2 separate regions of the Pan troglodytes genome follow, and region 2 is linked to region 1. Evidence: chromatin contacts called from public Hi-C data. All regions are on one chromosome and are shown on one strand. The core of a region is the stretch at or near the end of the contact, and the rest is flanking DNA. Distances in the headings are between cores, read along the strand shown. Region 1 holds the start of CABLES1 (Cdk5 and Abl enzyme substrate 1). Region 2 overlaps TMEM241 (transmembrane protein 241).

Region 1 (4,586 bases), core at 1,068-3,567:
CAGGCCAAATTTTTTAAAAAAAATTAGCCAGGTGTGGTGGGTGCCGGTAGTCCCAGCTATTCGGGAGGCTGAGGCAGAGAGAATCGCTTGAGCTCAGGAGTCTGCAGTGAGCTATGATCACACCAGTGCACTCCAGCCTGGGTGACAGGCTAAAAGAATATATATACATATCTCTGTATAAAATATATGAAAATACAAAACAGAAATCAAAATTTAAGTTTTACGTTACTTCCACAGAAGAGATTGTTAGTGATACCCCCCTTTTTTTTTGCTCCTCTTTGCTTATCTTATGTTCTGAAATTAACATTTATCATTTTTGAATGATGGAAAATATATTTTACAGGAGCACCGTTGGAGTCTTTCACTTAACACTGCCTCCCAACCAGGCCAGTGGTCATGTAAATTAAGTCAATTGTCATAAAAGGGCTTGGAAGTTTCAAGGTAGTTAGCCAAAATAATTAAAATCCTGGTGAAATTTCACAGAGCTGGCCATTGAGCTTTGACTCCACTGACGTGAGGCTGCTGTAAACAGACACCAGGCTCCATGTTTTCAAAAGGCCTAAAAACAGCACAAAATAAAATATAACAACAATTGTTCATGTAAAGGGCCACGTGCCATCTCTGTCCTGAGCAAATGTAACCTGAAACCCTCTGTCTGGCACTCCGGGTTGGCGGCACCTCTCTGGACGGTGTATTTGCTCTCCATTACTCAATTTACTTTCCTGAACTTGAAATGGAGTGGAATTTCAATGTAGAGTTACCCATTAGCTCCAGGGCTAAATTTAAACCTTTAATTAAATTAATCCGTTGATCTGAAACACATTGCTTCTCCCTCAAAAGTGCAGCAGGTTTCTTAGGTGTCACAGAGCTTAATTCAGTGTGGCAATTGTTCCTTACTGCATTTGTTAAGTTGCCCATACCGCCTAGGGAAACCCGCACACGTTTTCAGATCCCTCCAGGTGAACTCCTCCACCCTGTCCCCGCCCCCGCTCCCACCCCCAACCAAAACAAGCATTCGTTGTGGGTGGGGACTGCGACTCCTCCCAGATTCAGAGCTATTGCTCTGGGAGGGTCGTCAGGAACCCGTATTTACAGAAGACATGGTAGGTGCCAAACGTGCTTATGAGATAAACGACAGGGTAACTGTCCACATTGGTCCCAGTTTATGCGGGAGAAGAGATAATAATCTACAAAAATTTGCAAGGTGACCAGGGGAAAAGAGTGTAAGGTCATTTTAGCCCACCTCGGTCTTCACAGAAAATGGAGCACATTTCAGAGCCAAAGTAAAAAATTTGCGTTGTCCTTTGCTAAGAGAGAGATGAAAAGTGACAATACCATGGATTGGGGATGCGTGAGTTCGTTGGCCACATGGAAGATGTTCGTGCTTCTGGGCTCTTATGCATCCCAAGGCGTGCATTTATCCCGGGGGCTGCATCCTTGGCCTGGGAATGAGTAAGACCCAACTGCAATGGTTGTTAGCGATAGCTTTACGGTGGGACAGTCTCCATAGGGGCTGTGGACTTACCCGTGTTATTATGAAAAGGATCTATTTACTTCTTGAGGACCAACGGCCTTGCGGGGTCCAAGTAACTCGCTCGCAGTCCAAAACTCTGCAACGCTCCACATAACCGTCCTGTAGACCCACAACTCTCCCAGGAGCACAGCCCCAGGACCTAACCCACTGGGTTCTGCTCGCTCCCCCAATTCCCAGTGCGAGCGCGCGGGGGAAACGTGCTCGCCTCCCGCACCTGGCTTCCGCGCGCCCCGGGAGTTGCCAACTCTCCCAGCAGGCAGCTCCGACAACCCGGACAGTCGGGCCGATCCCCCGCCCCGCCACCCGCTCGGCTCTCGCGTCCTCCTCTTCCTCCTCCCGTGGCCCCTTGCCTCCCGCCGCCTGCCTCTGCGGCCGCCGCCTGCGGCTTTGTTTTCCTCCCAGGTCGCATTCCCCACACGTGATTCCGTGTTATTGCAAAGAGGGCTTTGGAGCGCGAGCGCGGGGCGCGCGCACCTATAAATACGGACACCCGGCCCCGGAGCCCGCGAGCCAGCGGCCAGGCGACCGGCGGGCGGCCAGCCAGCGAGCCGAACTAGCCGAGCTAGGCAGTGAGGCGTGCGCGTGGGCCGGGGCGGCGGCGCCCCCATCCCGAGCACCGAGGGGCGAGCATGGCCCGCCCGCGGGGGGGCTGGACCGCCGCGCACGCCGCCCGATCCCCGCGCCCTACCCAGCCCGGGTCGCCGCCGCTCGCGCCCGCCGCTTAGCGCTTGGGCGCCGCTCGCTTCTCCGGGCATCGCGGAAATCCCGCCGCAGACGGACACAATGGCGGCGGCGGCGGCCGCCACCACGGCCGCCTGCAGCAGCGGCAGCGCCGGCACCGACGCCGCGGGCGCCAGCGGATTGCAGCAGCCGCCGCCGCAGCCCCAGCCTCAGCCCGCGGCCGCCGCGCCGGCCCAGCCGCCGCCCGAACCCCCCCGGAAGCCGCGCATGGACCCGCGGCGCCGCCAGGCTGCCCTCTCCTTCCTCACCAACATCTCGCTGGACGGCCGGCTGCCGCCGCAGGACGCGGAGTGGGGCGGTGGCGAGGAGGGCGGCGCGGCCAAGCCGGGCGCCGGCGGCGCCTGCGGCGCGAGGACTCGGTTCAGCTTGCTCGCCGCTGCCGAGCGGGGCGGCTGCATCGCGCTCGCCGCGCCGGGCACGCCGGCTGCGGGGTTAGCCGCTGGGTCCGGCCCCTGCCTCCCACAGCTCTCGTCGCTGCCGCCCTTGATTCCTGGCGGCCATGCGACCGTGTCCGGCCCCGGGGTGGCGCGGGGGTTCGCGAGTCCCCTGGGCGCCGGCCGGGCGTCGGGGGAGCAGTGGCAGCCGCCCCGGCCGGCGCCTCTCGCCGCCTGTGCCCAACTGCAGCTGCTCGACGGGTCCGGGACCGCCGGGCAGGAGGAGTTGGAGGAGGACGATGCCTTTATCAGCGTGCAGGTGCCGGCGGCCGCCTTTTTGAGCTCCGGGACTCCCGGGAGTGGGAGCGGCAGTCGGGGACGCCTCAACTCGTTCACTCAGGGAATCCTGCCCATCGCCTTCTCCAGGCCGACTTCGCAGAACTACTGCTCCCTGGAGCAGCCAGGCCAGGGCGGCAGCACCAGCGCCTTCGAGCAGCTGCAGAGGTCCCGGTGAGTATCCGGGATGCGACGCGCACCCAACCCTGCGTCCCTCCCGGCGCCCGGCGCTCCCAGCCTCCCCGCGGTCTCTGGGCTACGGGACACGGGTTGCTCCCATTTTCCCGCGCCCTGCCGGATCCTGTGCTCCGGGCCCGAATCCCAAACCACGAGGGCACCCAAAAGAGGGGGCGTCCCCAGGGAGTGCGGGGTTACACGTGTTTGCACGAGCCCAGCATTCGCAGAGGAGCACCGTGCTTGTGCAGTGGGTCGGGAATTGGGAGTTGCAGGAGCCCAGTAGAAAGCGGCGTCCGAGCCTCCCCACACGAGATCACAAACTTCCTGAAACCCGGTCCAGACCCGGAGGCGCACTCTCCCCGCGTGGGGCGAGACTCGGCCGGGCGCAGAGTGGAGCAGTGCAGGCCGGCAGCTGAGCGGCGCGTGTGAGCCTGAACTTGTAGCAGACACGCGTGACCCTCCGGAGAAGTTCTTGCCTGCGCTCCAAGTCTTCTTGCGGCCCGGGGAAACTTGGCTTTTTCCATTTGCTTTCCTGAGCAATGGAAAGCCCTTCTTACATTGCCTCCAACTAGGCCTAGGGGGGTGGGTAACAAAGAGGAAATAGGGCTTGAGGGTTTTTTTTCCTATTCCAAGATGAATTTGCTTGAGTTCGTTAAACGCTTGTTTTACTTGTTTGTTAGCTGAAGTTATCTGGCGGCATTAGGCGTCTTAGCAAAAACATGAAACGCTGGACGTTTGCTTATTGTTCAGGAAATAGAGTTTGTTACCATGTATTATTCTAAGGGGCAGTCGGAGGTTGGGACTGTGTGAACTGAAGCTTGCAAAAGAAGTAGGCGAGTAGGCGGGAACAGGTGGGGAAATGCAGATCCGTTCCTAGGGAGTGCCCTCCCTTGTTGGTTAATAAGGCCTCTTGTGAAGTTGGCAATAGCATAGACCCTACCTTGACAAAGTTGTTTTAACTTCTTGGGGCCTCAGTTATCCCTTCTGGGAAAGAATGACTTTCTCTGCTAGAATTTCTCTCTCCTATCATGCTTATCTGAAAGCTTGATCTGGCCCAAGTAAGAAGGTGCCTATGGGAAAACTTAACTTCCTCCCGCAATGGACAAATGGGGGAAGAACAGGCCCGCCTCATCCACAAGTTTGCCCCTAGTGTACTTCTTCCGAAGTGGGTGAAATCATGAGGGTGCTAGTTATGTAGCCTCGCTGTTTGAGTGCGCATGGCCCGCAAGCAGGGGTGTGGAGCCGGGGAAGCAGCCTCATAAGTGCATGGATGAATTAGCGACACTGGGCACAGGTGACAGCCCTACCCCAGTATTTCTTGTCAGAGCATGCATCTCCCCCGCAGCAGGTGAGGGCAGGGAGGTGGTATCCCTTGTTTCTGGGTGAGTCCTGCAAACTCAGCGGTTTCTGGGCAGCTCAGTATT
Region 2 (4,586 bases), core at 1,396-3,895, 220 kb after region 1:
CTCTAGAGCAAGCGCGAAAATCACTGTCTTGGCGGAGGGACTTCCATGGGCCAGGGGTCCTGGCAGGGCCCAAGCTGGCCCTGAGCATCTAAGGGTGCTAAGTGACAGCCTGCTGGTGACATAATGACTGCTTCCTTGCCTGCATCCACCACCACTCTCTCCTGCCACTCACTCAGGTCACTAGCAGTGACCCTGAACTTCACAGAGAGGAAGACACAGCGGACAGCACAGAAAGCATACAAATGAGTGAGCTTACGATTACCTGGCACAGCAGCTACCATGGAATCTGTAGAAGTACAGGAATGGGAAGTCCAGGACGCTGAAGAGATCACCTGAGGGGAACAGCAATGGTGAAACAGTGACCCATGAGGCCTCACATGACCCTCTGCCCCATTGCCTCAGGAAATGCAAGGAAGGCGTCTTTAGCAGTCCTGTGCTTTCAGTCCCCTGGCATTGAATTCACTCCAGCATTCCCAGGGATTCTGTTACTGACATTGTCTTATCATGGTAATAACAGTATGATAATAATAATGCCCATTTAGTGAGAGCATGCCTTGTGCAGGGCCCAATACTAAAATCTTTATGTATTTATCTCTTTCAATCTTAGTAACAACTCTGTGAGGTTCTATTGTGCCCATTTAAACTAAGGCTCAGAGAAGTTAAGAAACATGGCTAAGATTGCACAACTCTTAAACTATGGAGCCAGAATGTTAACTCCAGTCAATCCAAACCTTCGGCTGTCTCCTCTCTACCAGGCAGCCAACCCTGCACAAGGGAGCATGCAGGATAAAAGAATATTTTTCAAGACTCTTTTCTTCTTTTCTGCCTTATATCTAAAAAAAGGTCATGAATGTACTGCCCTGACATTTTTTTTTTCATTTTTATGTTTAATGACTGCAAGAACAGCACGGGGGCCAGACCAACTGTGCAAATTCATTTTAGTTTGAGGTCCAAAGGGTACATTTATTTCTTGTGAAGTAAGTTCATTCTTTTAGTTCCACTTGGTGCAAGAGGAAATAATCACACATATTGGCTGCTTCCCTCTCTGGAATTTGAACTTGGTCACAAACAAGAAGTCAGGAGATTAAAAAAGCAGAAAGCCTTCCAAAAATGTCCGGAGAAAAGGAATTAAGCATTTCCACAGCAGATAGCTTGAGTCTTCCAAATCTGGAATTTCTGAACCCCTTGGAGAGCCTGGTCTTCCAGACCCCTGGGCCTTGGCCTGTCTCTCAGTTCTGGGGGCCTGGGGGGAGAGGGCTGATTTTCCTAAGTATTGCTAGTATATTAAGTGTACAGTGGAACACACAGGCAGCATTTCTTTCACCACTACGCTATTAATCAAGGGTTTCAGATCAAAAGACACGATGGGTTCCTATGCTTTCTTGGAGACCCAAACGATCTCAAATGATTCAACTATTTATTGGTAAGGAAAGTTCTGAGTTCAATTTCTTTGGAGGGTTTTTTAAAATTATGACTGTTATTTTCTTTGTGTTGTTTCTGCGAGTGAGTGTGTGTTTAACTACAAGGAAGGGATTTCTTGGGATCTGGTTTTCACGAAGCCCAACAAGATTTCTTGTTCTCTTTCAGCCACGATTCCTCTGAATAGCTCTACTGTCAAACTGTGTTGGTAGAGGGAATTTGTAAATGACAACATCAGTTGTCATTTAGTGTGCGAAGAGCGTGGATATATTCTGAAGTCCCTTTCCCCACAGAAGTGATAGGCAAGGGTGCCTTAGGGACCCCAGACCTAGAGAGTGGCCAGAGCCCTCCATTCAGGCAAAGTGGAGGGAGAGTCTGTCCACGTCCATGGAGAATTCTTTCCGTCTCTTTGGCAGCTGTGTGCTCTTGGCCCTTTCCCAATTTCCTTCTCAGTGTGAGAGGAACTGCAGCGCAGCCAATGTGATAATGAGGAACGGCGGAGAGGGAGACGAATGAAACCTAGGACCTTGAGTCCTCTCAGGCTTCACCCCTCTCAGCACCCAGTCTTTCATCAGAAATGCTCCAGCAGGGTGAACAGGACTCATGGCGCGTGGCAGCTTTTACAGCCCAGCCCAGGCTTTGGAGGGGGTCTAAAGAGCAGAAGTGTGGTCAGAGGAAGACTAGGAGGGAGGAAAAGAAAGAAAGAAAAGAAAAACACAGTCCTCGGGAAATCATAACCCCCACCCAAATCCTGAAAACTGACCCCATAATGAGAGAGAGAAAATAAGAATAGCTAGCCCTTACCTTTGAGCCATTTCTAAAACCATCACACATTGGTTTCTCACATACCACTTAGCTGACTTCACACCTGTCCCTCCTCCTAGAATTAGCAAGTCCTTGAGAGTGGGGATGCTATTTTCCTCACCCCTGCACCCACTGTGTGTCAGCACCATAACCAATATACCCAGCACACAGCAAGCACTACCAAACCAAGAGTATTGGAAAGACCTGATCATCTCTTGCCTTCCCTAGAGCTAATGTTCTAGTTTCCAGCTGGCTCTGTGGTCCTCAATTTCAAGCTGACCTCAAATATTCCCCTTCGATGCCTTCCACCTGCCTTCTCTTTTGCTAAAGTAGTACTCCTAAGCAGAGAGGGTGCACGGCAACCCAGGAACAGCAAATGTTAGTGACTGTGCTATAAATACCCCCGGAAGAGGTTGCAGCGTGTGGCTGGCTGGCCCCAGCCACATGCAAACTCGATCCAGGAGTCTGCTGCAAAACAACACTCCTGCACCATCTAGTGCTGAACTACACGGCTTAAGCACAAATCAAGTGGCTAAAGAGTTGTAAACAAGGCTGGGCGCGGTGGCTGACGCCTGTAATCCCAGCACTTTGGGAGGCTGAGGTGGGTGAATCACGAGGTCAGGAGTTCAAGACCAGCCTGGCTAAGATGGTGAAACCCCATCTCTACTAAAAATACAAAAGTTAGCTGGGCGTGGTGGCGGGTGCCTGTAATCCCAGCTACTCAGGAGGCTGAGGCAGAGAATTGCTTGAATCTGGGAGGCAGAGGTTGCAGTGAGCCGAGATTGTCCCACTGCACTCCAGCCTGGGCGACAGAGTGAGACTCCATCTCAAAAAAAAAAAAAAAAAAAAAAAAAAGAGTTGTAAACTTGTTTTGCTACAGCAACACGCGGCTTATGCAATGGAGTCCGAGTTAGGCCCTCACTGTTGTGTTCTGCAGTTACAATTCTGCTGACTCTGAGTGAGCGAGTGAATCCCATCTTTCTAAAGATTACAAAGCATGAAATTGCCATGGTGAAAAGTGTGACACAATATTACCACATTCAAGACTAACTGATATTTGAACGTGAAGAAAATTTCCTCTCATGTTCTCGCCCTCAAAACTGGCAGGAAAACAGGAGGTCGGTTCCAAGCAGTAATTAGTGCTGCTTGCTCTGTCTCACACATGAGCCACAGACACACCAGGTAACAAGGTTGTTTCTGGGTCAGATTCCTGAGTCTCCCTGCTCCTCTTGTTCCGTGAAATTCTCTAGAGCTCTGTTGAACACCACAGCTAAGGGGCCCCATACAAATAGGAAGTATAAACTCTTTAACAGGGGAAATTTCCTCTACTATACTTAAAAGAGTGCAAGGGGGAAAGGTGATCCTCTTCTCAAGGAAGGTTCTGAGATTCCCGGAGCAAACTCTGTGGTGGGGCCCATGCTGAGGGCATGAAGAACTGTCTGCCTGGGTCCCATCACCGCTGCCAGCGCACTCCAAAGGTGCACCTGCAAGAGAGCTCCTCCTTCCAATCACTCAGGAGTGAGTGAGGAGGGAAGCTCAGTCAAAAGCACTATCCAGAAGCCCTCACACACCCTCTAGAAGAGTTAAAATAGGACTGACAATGTTAAATGCTGGTAAGGATGTGGAGCAACTGGAACTCTCACATACTGCTGGGTGGGAATGGAAAATGGTACAAACACTTTGGAAAACATCCTTTCTTAGAAAGTGAAACATACATCTACTCTAAGACCCAGTAATCCTATTCTGAAATGTTCATCCAAGAGACGTGAAAACATAAGTCCACAAAAAGGCTGGTATGAGAATGTTCAGAGCAGCCTCAAGCTGGGAACAGCCCAGGTGAGCATCAACAGGTAAATGGAGAAACAAACGTGGTATATGCATACAATGGAACCCTACCAGCAAGAAAAAGGAACAAACTCATGATATACGCAACAACATGAATGAATCTCTAAACATTGTGCTGCATGAGCCAGACACAAAAAGTACTGATGATTCCATTTATAACAGCTTGAGAATAGACAGAACTTATCTATGGTAACAGACATCAGATCCATAGAGGTCTCATGGTGTGGAGAGGGAGTGACTAGGAAGCTTTCTGCAGTGACAGAAATGTTTTATATCTTGATAGGGTATAAGTTACGCAGGTGTGTAGATTTGCCAAAATTGATCGAGCTATACATTTAACATGTATATTTCATATATGTAAATTACATATCAATTTAAAAATGTTTTTAAAGTACTACCAAATAACTAAGATACAGGTAATAAAAGAAGGGGCCGGGTGCAGCAGCTCACGCCTGTAATCCTAGCACTTTGGGAGGCCAAGGCGGGTGGATCACTTGAGGTCAAGGGTTCAAGACCAG

The links. Hi-C and Micro-C count contacts between places; a contact is called where the count stands out from the background.
Region 2: a contact with region 1 is called in a Hi-C map of a lymphoblastoid cell line, with 2.9 times the contacts expected there. The contact joins the enhancer-like site here to the promoter of CABLES1 in region 1. A contact is called at or near these places in 1 of 7 Hi-C or Micro-C datasets (a lymphoblastoid cell line) and 1 of 1 datasets of contacts at active chromatin or transcription factors (stem cell-derived excitatory neurons).

The regions. Positions count from the first base shown.
Region 1 is chr17:32,980,422-32,985,007 of NHGRI_mPanTro3-v2.0_pri, forward strand. It overlaps CABLES1 (Cdk5 and Abl enzyme substrate 1), which reads left to right and starts at 2,318. Exons shown (of 10, transcript XM_016933439.3): 1 at 2,318-3,159. The coding sequence starts at 2,318.
Region 2 is chr17:33,202,981-33,207,566 of NHGRI_mPanTro3-v2.0_pri, forward strand. TMEM241 (transmembrane protein 241) reads right to left here. Exons shown (of 16, transcript XR_010151862.1): 12 at 263-332. Among named protein-coding and RNA genes, the nearest start is that of TMEM241, 79 kb to the right of the region's middle. Within about 2 kb of position 2,646, at least 9 of the 24 cell types and tissues checked have an H3K27ac peak or open chromatin away from gene starts, as enhancers often do. A contact at or near this core is called in a lymphoblastoid cell line, where this site is marked.